Linked DNA regions of Sus scrofa: regions 2 and 3 are each linked to region 1. A link is a contact called in public HiChIP or PLAC-seq data. All regions are on one chromosome and are shown on one strand. The core of a region is the stretch at or near the end of the contact, and the rest is flanking DNA. Distances in the headings are between cores, read along the strand shown. Region 1 overlaps GULP1 (PTB domain-containing engulfment adapter protein 1). Region 2 overlaps LOC110257192 (a long non-coding RNA gene). Region 3 has its middle 32 kb from the start of COL5A2.

Region 1 (4,189 bases), core at 1,091-3,590:
GCTCTATTAATAAGGGTATGTGACTCAATAAGATAAAAGTCATAAAAAAAATAAATAAAAGTCATGCAGCATAGCTTAAAAATGTATACTCAGTTGATAACAGCTTTTGTCTTTCAGGTATCTTCCAGAATACTTAATCTGATAAGCAGTGTGTACTCTGTTGATTGCAAAAATTTTATAGATCAGGAAAGTATATCTAAGGATAATGATTCATAAACCAATGAAAATGAAGAAAACAAGCCTTTTTATTTTAATATTTTCTGGTTTCTTTGTGTCAAAGGTTAGATACTACAATTCAAGAGTATACAAAAGTATTTACATTTAAGAGTTTAGTCCCTGGCTCCTCTTTAATTCTGTTGTCATGAAGAAATGGCCAGAAGATGGTGCTATGGCTCTACTTAAAAAAAAAAGAAAGAAATTTGCTTATTAATTCAGTTTTGACACATCCCCCATTTTAATTTCCTGCTTATTTTTCTTAAACATATGTTTCCTGATTACTTTTTAAATTCACTATGGTTCAGTAATTTTATTTGCCACATAAGGTAACATTATATTTATATTTAATAATTTTTTTAAAGTTTGCAATGTTAATATATTGGCTTCTGACATTAAAGAAAAATTCAAAATTTAAGGCTAATACAGGATGTTAGAAACCTTCCAAGATTTTCAGTAATGTATTTTTAATCCTTCTGTGTTTAATGATGCTTAACTGTTTTCCAAGAAGAATTTTAAACTTTGATTTATTTTATTGAGTACTATTTTTCTATAATTTTGTGGAGAATTTATAAAGTTTTCATAAATATAATTTTGTTAAGTGTTTACTTTCAGAAATTCAATATTCTCTGAACAACATATTTTTCCATTTCTCAGTCATGTTCAACAATTTCTACCACTTATGCATGTTTAGTCTACCATTTAAGAAAATACCAAATTTTTCAAAAAGTGGTAATTTAAAAGCCCTTTTAACTTGTGCATATGTAATACCATTGTTATTGTAATGAATTTTGTTTTTAATAGTGAGTTATTTTTATTCATACAACAGGATTAGAATTAATTCATTAATTTTATTGCCTAATAAGTATATTCCATTAATAATTAGTTAGATTTCACTTTTTTAAAGTCTTTCGAGAAAGGAATAGAAATTGTGTGATCATGATAATTAAAATTCAATTGCATTCCCTTTAGTATTCTTTAAACTATTCCACTTACCAGTAGCATATTATTACAAAGAACTTTATGTATTTCAAGTAATAGTTCATCCTTCCACATCATTTGCGGTGATAAAGGCTTGTTTTTATTTGTTTGTTGTATCCAGGTAACCTCCAAAATTCTTAGGCTTTACCCCCTTTTACTATTTTTTTTGGACTATTGTATTCAAGCTTTTTGGTCATCTAAATCACTCTATCTAGATGACCAAAAGATAAATTCAGTGGAGCAAAAATAGAAAATAAAACTGCAAAAAGGCTGTTTAGCATTAACATTCCAGTAATAAATAGGGAGAAAAAAAGAATACAATGTAAGAATGAAAGTGTCTTCAAAATGTAAATTAGAAGTGTTCTGGAACACAGTTGAGAGGTCTCCAAGTAGGAAAAGAAATGTAGATCATGCAAACTATAGAATATGGTCATCTTAAATTTTAAAAATAAGGGCAGGAATGAGAATATTAAACCGTTTAAAATATAGATTGAACAGATGTAACCTTAAGCTTAAATGTTTTGCAATATCTATGCAACAATCAAGGCCAGTAACCAGTGAAAACCTTGATAAACATGACAATAGAACTGAAATTTTTTTTGTCTAACTCAGAAAATGTGCTGTGCAAAAGAAAAGTGTTATTTAGTAGGTAGCAGAACTAGGTTCTAGGCCTGATTGCTATAGATTCATGTTATGATCCAAGTAAATAACTTCTTTGAGACTTACTTTCTCACCTTTGAAATGGGAGGATTGGATTGGGTGACCTCTGAATCTTCTTTGAGCACAATTACTTTATCTTGATGTGAAGCAGAGGAAAAGGTTTCACAAGCTGTAGGCCAGGTATTTTATGTTCCTTTCTTTTTCTTTGTCCCATTCTCTTGCTTCCCTTCCTCCCTCCCATGTTTTTTCTACTTCTAGCCCCTACTTCCTCCCTTTGTTCATTTTTTCCATTATTTCTTCCCTTTTTTTTTTTTTTTTTTTTTTTTTTCCGGGCAGAAAAGAAATAACTCAACAGATAAGTTTAATATTAGTGGTTGTTTTGTGATGTACTTTTTGGAAAGTAAAAGAGGTCACAGGAACGGTGGTGTCCAGATGTGGAAAAGGAGCTATTGCTCATTGTCTGTTTCTGGAAAAGAGCAGCACCCAGGAAGCCAGCTTAGACTGCTTCTGCAGCCAACCATGGGAATGGCTTTGTTCAGATGCGTTCCCATAGATGGAAAGCAGCTGACTTACTTTGTCAGACTCCATATGTGAAAACCCGCAAATTGTTTTGATTATACCAATACAGGAAGAAGATTATGAAGGGAAAAGAAACAAATTAATCCACTTTCTTTGGGAGGGAGCTGGGATAATTTTTAAAGATCTTTACTGAAGCAAAACATAGTTTCTTAAAGACAAAAGAAAAAGAAAATTCCTCTGGCATGAATTAGTCAAATTTATGTGCAAAATGTAAGACTGCTGAAGACCAAGAAAAAAAGCTGTCTGTATTTATAGAACAGGACAGACAGCAAGCTGAAAAATTATACCATCCAAAATGAAATAAAAGAAATAGAACCACCCCCTGACCCCCCCATTCCCCCTCTGTCTTGGCTAACAAGGCAGACACTTCAAGGCATTCTTATATGCATTAAGTACATTATTCTCCATGCAGTGCAAAGCCATGAAGAGAGAAAGAGGCCTTCAGCCACTCTCTGCTCTGGGACTGAACTATACCATGTGTATTCACATCTGGCCTGAATTAGAAAGAAATGCACAATGCAATAAATATGACACACAAAAGAAGACTGAAACCCCACCCTGCCTTACGTATAGTCTATTTTGAATCAAGTTAGGGTGAGCCATATGCTGAAAAATTTTATACTAGAAACTAACTTTTGAAGCCCTCACAAGGGGAGAATGAATAAAATTATTTTCCAATGGTTCTTTTCTGTTTCTTGAAAAAAAAAAGGTAGGCAGGGGAGGACGGAAAGAAGGAAAGTGGGGAGAGAGTAGCATTGCCAAATAAAACTAAGACACTTGGTAAACTTTGAATTTCAGATAAACAATGAATGATTTTTTTGGTACAACTGTGTCCCAAGTATTGCATGGGACATACTTATACTAAATAGCATATATATGTTATATATAAGTGTGTGTGTGTGTGTGTGTGTGGAGTGTATATGTGTATTCTAAAATAAAGATTTTTGAAAATAGTCATTGTTTAATATTCATATTTAACTGAGCTTCTGTAATTTTTCTACCACTAAATCTGACAGTGCTGAGAGAGAGAGGAAGAAACTCCATCCACTAAGTGCATGAGTATTCTGATTTTCTTTTTGATTTTTTTTTTGGTTTGTTTTGCTTTTTAGGACCGAACTCGCAGCATATGGAAATTCCCAGGCTAGGGGTCAAATCAGAGCTGCAGCTGCCAGGCTATGCCACAGGCACAGTAACGCCAGATCCAAGCTGCATTTGCAACCTGCACCACAGCTCACAGCAATGCCGAATTCTTAACCCGCTGAGCGAGGCCAGAGATCGAAACGCTACCTCAAGGATACTAGTCAGATTTGTTACCACTGAGCCACAATGGAAACTCTCCTTTTTGATTTTATAACAGAATCTAACATGCATTTATATATACCTACTAACTCAATAAGAAGAAACAATAAATACTACTATGAAAGCACTGAAAAAAGTTTGTCTTTGAGAAACCTACTATATTTCTACTTCTAGGCTGAGTCTTGTTCTGAGTCTTTTAGCTGGGAAAACTACTTCAGTTCCTAGCTTCAGTTTGAAGGTAGTAGTCTGTCTCTTTTCACTCATTGATTTGATTGGGTAGGAGAGTACACCAAACAAGGTAAGTATTTAAAAATGGCAAAGATGACATATCCAATACTGGTGGACTTAAAGTTCTCTGAAGTTATGGCAAACAAAAGATCCAGAGAAAAAGAAATCTCTGCTTCTTGATCTCTGCTTATTTTCCCACAAAGAGTTTTCATTTTCTGTTTGGTATGAA
Region 2 (4,189 bases), core at 1,080-3,579, 930 kb after region 1:
CACACCCCCTGTGGAAACATATTGTTGACCCACTTGCTTATGGACCTGTATTTGTTTACCAGCGAAGCTGTAACAAAGCACCACAAACTAGGTGGCTTACACAACAGAAACATTTGCCTCACATTTCTAGACCCTGCAAGCCTGAGATCAAGGTGTTAGCAGGGTGGGTTCCTTCTGAGGGCTGTGAACGAGACTCCATCGCAGGCTACTTTCCTAACTTCTGATGATTTGCTGGCAACTTCTATCATTCCTTGGCTTTGGCTGTATCGCCACAATCTCTGCCTTTATTTTCACAGGGTATTCTTCCTGTGTGTATTTTTGTCTAAATTTCCCCTTTTTATTTATTTTCTTATGGCCGTACCTGTGGCATATGTAAGTTCCTGGGCTAGGGGTCAAATTGCAGCTGCAGCTACTGACCTACACCACAGCCACAGCAACACCAGATCCAAACTGCATCTGCAATCTACACTGCAGCTTGTGGCAACGCTGGATCCTTAACTCACAGACCGAGGTCAGGTATCAAACCCGCATCCTCATGGGTACTATGTCGGGTTCTTAACCTATTCAGCCACAATGGGAACTCCAAATCTCCTCTTTATATAAGGACCCAGGCATAGCGGATTAGGAGCCCACCCAACTCCAGTATGACCTCATCTTAACTATTTACATCTGCAAGAACCCTATTTCCAAATAAAGACACATTCTGAGCTACAGGGGTAGGGGGTAGGATTTTAACATGAATTTTGAGAGGATGCAGCTCAACCTTTTACAGGGCAAAATCCATATTTTATATCAATTGGATCAATCTTTTAGAAAATCATACTAACAGAAAAAGAGAGAAATTGTAAATGAATGCTTTTCTCTCACTTTTCTCTTGTATGCCATCCTCTCTGTCCTTGGCATTTGGAGGAAGGATGCCTATTTAGGAACATGAGGCCTTTAACAGGTAAAAGCTATAGAAAACTTTGCTTAGTATTTAGACATTGTAATTAGATTTTTTCAGAGACTGATTTCCAAGAACTGAAAATGGATAAATTAATTTCTTAAGCTTTATTTTAAGAGATAAAATAAAAGAATGAGAGCATTTCAGATAAGATAGGCAGTGTCATTTCTTAAAATGGGTATGACTTGACTTGGGGGTGGGTTTTTGGTATAAAAATCCAATAGACCTTTGTCCCATCACTGTGTGACCTTCGCCATTGCTGGCCTTCCTCCTTAAAACTCCTTGGCTCCCATGCCTAGCTCTCCAGTTTTGCTCCTTTTCCTGCCTTACTCTTGCTCTTTGCCATCTTCAGTTTCCAGCCACTAAATGTAGAATTTCCTCCACCTTTTATGGAATCCTGTTCCCCCTTTTCCTTCTCTATCCTTGGGACTGCATTTACACTTTGACTCCAATACTCAGGTTTAGGCACTTGATTCCTAAGTTGATATTTCTAGCCTTGACTTCTCTACCTACTATAGACTCATATGGCCAGTTATTTGCACTTGAAACTCAATAAAACCACACCTGATGGCATCATGTCATCCTCCTCCCTGAGCCATCTCCTCCTCTCCATTGCATGGTTTCTGTTAATTTATTATTCTTCTACTCAACCAGGCTTGGAACCCTACAATCATCATATATGTAGTTTCCTTTCTTCTCATATATCCAGTCTTCCTAGAAAGCCTGTTGTCTCTGCCTCTGATTTGCAAATGGTCTTTCTCTGGCTTGTCCTCGTCCAGGCCCTCATTATTTTTCATCTATGTGGTTTAAACTTTTCCTGTTATCTCAGCCTCTCTTTGATCTTTTCTAAACTATACTCTGCTTCTTCCACTTCCAAAAGTTCAGCTGGAAAACATAACTGATTACCACATTCTCTATAAATTTTGAACAGAGGCATTCGTGACCTCTATACTATCAATATTTCTCTTCTGGTTTCCTTTCTCTCTGGCCGTTGTTGTACAGATGCCCCCCTTCTTTGGCCGAACACTACTTTTTTTTTTTTTTTTTTTTTTTGGCTGCATTAGAAGCATGTGGAAATTCCTGGCCAGGGATCAAACCCACAGCATAGCAGCAACTTGAGCTGCTGCAGTGAAAATGCTGGATCCTTAACCTGCTGCACCAAAAGAGAACTCTACTACTTGCTTTTTAAAAAATGGACTTGACAGAAATGGACTATTCCAAACAGCACATTCTTTAAGGCCAAAGACTTATTTATTCCATGTTCTACATGAAGTCATTTTCTGAGAATATGCCAGGATCACTGAGGCTTAATATGTCATTGGAAACCTCTATTGTTCCACTTAACACAACCCTAACAGAGTGATGGGTTCACAGTATATGTTCAACAAATGTCTTAGCTGACTTTCTCCCCAGTAGGCCTTGCTTTAGTGTTATAAGCATGTTTGTCTTATCCTGTATACTACATTCCAAGCTTATAAAACATGAATATTCTGTTCTATTCAACTCTCTATGCCCCGATATGCCCTTTCAATGGCTTGCTCTAGGCTTTCATTAGATAACTAATTAAAGACTATTAACTACAGATGATACTGGCATATCAACCTGACACACAAAGAAATTGTGTTATAAATTTCTCAACCAATAGATGAGCAGAAGGTTGAATTATTATTTGATCTAAACATCTATTTTGTTAAGATTACGTTGATCACTAGATTATATAACCTTATCTTTAAAATATCTTAACAATCTTCTTGTGAAGAGTCCATGGGCTGCTAATGGCTGAGGACTTGGAGGAGAGGGATGAAGAACAGCAGAAGGCAACTTCTAAGTTTAGGACATTTTTTATTTGTTTTTTGCCTAAAAAATTAGTGAATCTTTTTTAAAAATTGTGGTATTCTAATTACCTTTTTGTAATTCTTCCTACAGTCCCTGTAAGGCTACGTTGAATAGTAGAAGGAACAATTTTATTAATGGAACCGCCAGGATTTTTGAAGTTGGAGAGGTGTAAAAATTTAATTAACATGAGAACAGTGCTGGATAGTGTCTGGTTTCCTGGTTGTTTCATAGGAGATCTCAGGTCAATAGGCCTGGTAGGACCGAGAAAAGCAATGGCCTAATTATTATGTTTTTCAACAGTTAGGTTGTAAGCTGGCATGTAGGTTGGACTCATGCCTGAGAATGAAGTGAGTCCCCTTACCCAAATGTACATAATATTGTTAAGGGCTTAGAGAAGGAAAGGATACAATCCTATAACCCTCAGTGATGTAAAGAGTAGGAACAATGTGTCACAGGAAGGAGGATCATAAACCTCATTAAAATTCTGAGATCTGAAGGATAATTCTGAATAAAAATTGCTTTGAGGCACATTCTACAGGAGAGGACCACATAGCTGTTTATCACTTGGCTAAGCACAGATTAACCAAGACCTGCTCTTCATGACTAGGTATCTGAGGGAGAAGCCCTTGCTTAGTGTTAGCTTGAACAGGGCACTGAATGTAAATATGTGGGTAGGAAATTAAACCATAGCGATGATATTTCAAGGCCATGGTTCTGAAGTTGAGGTGAGATGGGCTGAAAATCAGATCAAATGGCAAATGAAAGAAAACTGGAACCACTTCACAAAATTGCCTAGTTCCTGCTCTGTTCAAAACACCCACAAACACACATCAATCCATATTCAAACTCCTTGGTTCATATACAAGGGTTGAAAGCATATTGGACCTTGGGTTTGTTTGTTTTCTTTTTTTTAATGAGTAAATAGTTTCGGAAGAAGCTGAGCATGTATGTTGTTGCCAGTCCCCAGAAGTTTCTTGGATTAGTTCAGGCAACAGCTGCATAAATATTTCTTACACTGGCTGCCTGCCCACTATTACTTTGCAGGAAAGAGCACATATTTTTCCCAGTTAAGTTTACTGCTTGCATCTTATGTGGATTGACTGAAGAATATTATTTCTAGAACTAGAAGTGCTCCAAGCAAAACTATGACTTCTGGCAGCTAACAAGGTACTACCAAACAATTTTTCTCCTTTTCTGTCTGGCTATTCCTGTTTATCCTTTAAGACTTAGCTCAGAATATTCAGTATCAAAAAGTGAAAAGGACTTGTATGAATAAAACTATAAGTCTTTATTAAAGAAAACAAAGAAACACTTGAATAAACAGAATGATACACCTATTTAGTGGAAAGGAAAATTCAAAATTATGAAGAACTCAATTTTTCCCTAACTGGATCTATTCTCTATAATGAC
Region 3 (4,189 bases), core at 514-3,013, 590 kb after region 1:
CCAGTTTCTGAAAACCCCAGCCTTGTGCCTCTCTTCCCTCAGCCTTAGGAGCTCTGTTTTTTTCTGGTTACTTCTTCTTCTTCTTTTTTTAATCCTCTAATAACTATTATTCAATACCTTTTCAATTCTCTATGTTGAAATACTTAGTATAACTTCTAGTGTTCTAACTGGACTCTGACTGACAGAAACTTTTTACCTGGATTAGGAAATGGAGTGGTAAGGACTGGAGTTAGAAGATTACTTAAAAGATCATTTCAATATTGTAGAAAAGAGATAAAGTCACTGAATCTGTGGCGATGATAATGCTGATAATAATAATAGCTAAGAGTATGGTGAACTTACAATATACCAAGCACCTTTCTAAATCCATTATCCCTGTACTTTCATACTATACTTCCATTTCATAGATAAGAAAACTGAGACCCAGGGAGATTTCAATTAATAAGCTCTAAGTCACACAGGTAGTCATAGTGGAGACAGGATTTAAACCCCAGTCTTCTGGTTCCAAAGTCCTTCCTTTTAACAACTAAAACTGGACTAAATTCTTGAGTTATTTCTGAGAAGGAAGCAATAATATATGAACAGTTACTCAACCAGAAGGCTCATGGAGAGGAGAGCTTTAAAAAAATACTTCAGAGACTAGTTTTGGTGACTGGAAGGATGATGAAGCTATTAATATTAACCACAAAAAAAATATTTAAAAGGTCAGTTTTGGGTGCTCAGTAGGAATAATTAATTCAGTTTTGAATATTTTGAATTAAAAGGTGCTTGAGGGACATCTGAGGATTGATGTCCCTTGAAAGTCGAATTTGAGTCAGGTCCTTTAAAGCAGTTCCTAAAAAAGATAAAGATTTCAGAGCTCTCAGAATAAAGATGGTAGATAAAGTCATGAAAACAGATAGTAATGCCTGTCCTAAAAGGGAGGCTGTAGAAAGAGTGAGCAGAGTTTTCAAGCTGCTAAGTATAAATCTTATGGCTCTCTTTTCTACACAAAGAATAGCAAACAGTCTTCGAAGAAATATATATTAAGCCGTAGAATAGAGACACGGGGGCTGAAAGCAAATGTATGCGGTAAAAGACACAAAGCAAAGTATGAAATTATTCAAGTTTTGGGGGCTTTTTGAGGAAACATAAAGGAGAGGGAATGGGGAGATAAAAGAGAGTTTAAAACAAAATGCTTTCCTTCCTACACTGAAATGCAGGATCTTCTAGATTGATTTTTTGGCTTAGAGTGATTTGGCGGCAGAGAATGGGATGACATCAGCAAACCAATCTCTAGCCCAGCAGAATGAGTCACATTTCGTCTGTTTTCACTTGATTAAAATATTTTACATTTGTTAAGCTTGGAAAAAAAAAAAAAAAAAGTCAGAGGAAGCCATTGAAAGGGGAAAACTGAAAGTCCAAATATGGTTTGTTTCTGACTCACCAGAATTGCAGCATCATAAGAACTAAAAATTTTTACTTAAAGAGACATTTTTTTAGAAAAAACTTCCATCCAAGAAATAATTCCACAAATTACGTAAGAGTGCTTTACAGCTTTCTTAAACTTTTAACTTAATATCAAACAGAGAAAAGCCTATGGAAGGGTGACCTTTTAGAATACTTTTAAAAATGTAAAGATGTCAACTGTAGAAAAAATGGGTAATATTTAAATATCATCTGGTCTTTATCATTTATTTTGTTCAGAGTAGTAGAAACTTCCCGTTTTGATGGTTCAAATGTGCCTAAACATTTGCTTCTTTGGAACAGAGCAGGCAGGAAAAGCAGAGTAAAGGGGTGGGGGTAGATGTGCTTCTTTACAGGGATCTCTGCCAAGCAGTCTGCAAACAATCCATTTCCTGGCAAATGTCCGTTCACTGGTTTGTCCACAATTTTTTTTTAACTATAGTTGCTAATACTAATCTACAGAGCTCTTAACAACAAAAGAGATTTATAATTACGCAGAATTCACTTGGAAAAGAAATCCATTGCTGCTGACTTTAGGCAGTTATTTTTCTAAGCATATGAATTATCATGAGCCTCAATTAGATAAGCGAAAGAAGTCATTTTCTTTTAAAGAATGAGGCACTGCAAAAACCTGAGTTATTACTTGTTTAATAGACCATAACATGCAGAGACCATCTACAAATAGAAATAACATTGTTTGGTGCCATTTCCTATTAAGAAAATGTGCTGCTTTCCAAGATTTCATGGTTCTTCATCCTGAAGTGACATTAATTAAATATTTTTCATCAGTAAAACTTATCAAACTTTTCATCAACCAGTGGGTGGGTCTCTCTAAATGTAACCAAAGTCAATATAGAAAAAATTTGAAAAATTAATTCACTTAGTTTAAAACAATGTCAACACAAATTTAGATGATAAATGCCACACTGTTAAAAATGATGATGATGATGGTGATGTGATAGATAAGAATTAAGATTTACGTCTTAGGATGAGTTCTTACAGGAGTTCCCACTGTGGCACAGTGGGTTAATGATCTGGCTTGTCTCTGTGGTGTTGCTGGTTTGATCCTCAGCCCGGCACAGTGTGTTAAGGGTCTGGCATTGCCACAGGATTGGATTCGATCCCTGGCCTGGGAACTGCCATATGCCACATGTGTGGCTGAAAAAAAAGGGGGGAAAAAATGAGTTTCTACTTATTATGAAAAAGGCAAAGACTCTAATAGAAAAACTACAAACAGGCCATACACAAAAGAAAAAATACATAAGAAAATATCAGGCTTACTAAACATCAAGTAATAAACAGTTAAAAACAGGAGTTCCCATTGTGGCTCAGTGGTAATGAACCTGACTAGTATCCATGAGGCCTCAATCAGTGGGTTAAGGATCCAGCGTTGCCATGAGCTGTGGTGGTATATTGCAGATGTGGCTCGGATCTAGCATTGCTGTGGCTGTGGTGTAATGTAGGCCAGCGATTGCAGCTTCAATTCAACCCCTAGCTAGAGAACTTCCATATGCCACAAGTGTGGCCCTAAAAAGACAAAAAAAAGAAAAAAAAAAAAGAACAATGAGGTACCATTTATATTTCATATTGACAAAAATTAAAAATTAAAGTACCCAGGGGAACTCTGGGAAGATGACAGAAGTAGGGACACCATCGTTTTTGGATCTTCTATAAAATCTATATAAAAATGGACAAAAGAGCTAGAGAGTAAAACAAAAAACCCATGGACAACATTTACAACAAAATTAGACAGCAATATACAAGTGTGTTGGAACAAATCACCAATAGCCTCTAACCTGTATGAGATGGGAAACTGTGCAGGAGAAAGTCAGAGAAGGCCAAGAGGTATCTGATGGATTGGACAAATAAGACAATCCCAAAATTGCTGCCAGCAAGTATTCACTGAAAACTCTGGTAGCCTGATTTGAGACCAACTGCTTGGGGGAGGGGAGGTGTACAGTGACAGTGATCCACCCAGGTGGAGAGGATTCTTTTGTCATTGACATTGTTTAGAATTGGCAGTGGAGACTACTAATATAAAGCAGACCAACTTTTAGCAGCTCATTTTTAAAAATTCTCCATAGACAATTCTCCTTTTGAGTCAATCTACTAATCTCTACTGGCTCTTGTTAGATTGACTGAATGATTAACTAACTCATTCATTCATTCAGTATTCTTTTCTCTAGAGGCTAGGGGATGGGAATTTAAAGCTGAGAAAACTAAATACCTGCTGTCTTGACCTTTCAAGACCTAGTATGTAAACAACAAACAAAAAACGATAATGTGGAGTTCCCGTCGTGGCTCAGTGGTTAACAAATTCAACTAGGAACCATGAGGTTGCAGGTTCGATCCCTGGCCTTGCTCAGTGGGTTAAGGATCCAGCATTGCCATGAGCTGTGATGTAAGTTGCAAACACAGCTCGGATCCCGTGTTGCTGTGGCTGTGGTGTAGGCTGGTGGCTACAGCTCCAATTAGATGCCTAGCCTAGGAACCTCCATGTGCTGCAGGAGCAGCCCTAGAAAAGGCAAAAAGACGAAAAAAAAAAAAAAAAAACCAATAATGTGATTAGTGCTACAGTAAAGGTTACACATGTCATTACAATTAAACAGTAATCACACTGGAGGGCAGATATTAGGATTCTAAAGAAATAATGATATAATAATGCAATTCATTAATATCACAAACTCCAGAGTCATGCAGCCCTAAATTCTGAACTTTGCCACTTACTAGCTGTGAAGTTGGT

Evidence for each region. HiChIP or PLAC-seq counts read pairs in DNA pulled down with a chosen protein or histone mark.
Region 2: an H3K27ac HiChIP or PLAC-seq map of skeletal muscle shows a contact between it and region 1, with 5 times the contacts expected there. The contact joins two enhancer-like sites. A contact is called at or near these places in 1 of 47 Hi-C or Micro-C datasets (embryonic fibroblasts) and 1 of 2 datasets of contacts at active chromatin or transcription factors (skeletal muscle).
Region 3: a contact with region 1 is called in an H3K27ac HiChIP or PLAC-seq map of skeletal muscle, with 9 times the contacts expected there. The contact joins two enhancer-like sites. A contact is called at or near these places in 1 of 47 Hi-C or Micro-C datasets (embryonic fibroblasts) and 1 of 2 datasets of contacts at active chromatin or transcription factors (skeletal muscle).

Annotation. Positions count from the first base shown.
Region 1 is chr15:93,201,026-93,205,214 of Sscrofa11.1, forward strand. The region is part of intron 5 of GULP1 (PTB domain-containing engulfment adapter protein 1); the gene reads left to right. Among named protein-coding and RNA genes, the nearest start is that of DIRC1, 210 kb to the right of the region's middle. Within about 2 kb of position 2,341, at least 18 of the 83 cell types and tissues checked have an H3K27ac peak or open chromatin away from gene starts, as enhancers often do. A contact at or near this core is called in skeletal muscle, where this site is marked.
Region 2 is chr15:94,126,247-94,130,435 of Sscrofa11.1, forward strand. All of the region lies in intron 1 of LOC110257192 (a long non-coding RNA gene), which reads right to left. Among named protein-coding and RNA genes, the nearest start is that of SLC40A1, 33 kb to the right of the region's middle. Within about 2 kb of position 2,330, at least 12 of the 83 cell types and tissues checked have an H3K27ac peak or open chromatin away from gene starts, as enhancers often do. A contact at or near this core is called in skeletal muscle, where this site is marked.
Region 3 is chr15:93,788,213-93,792,401 of Sscrofa11.1, forward strand. It overlaps a transcript of COL5A2 not described here. Among named protein-coding and RNA genes, the nearest start is that of COL5A2, 32 kb to the left of the region's middle. Within about 2 kb of position 1,764, at least 32 of the 83 cell types and tissues checked have an H3K27ac peak or open chromatin away from gene starts, as enhancers often do. A contact at or near this core is called in skeletal muscle, where this site is marked.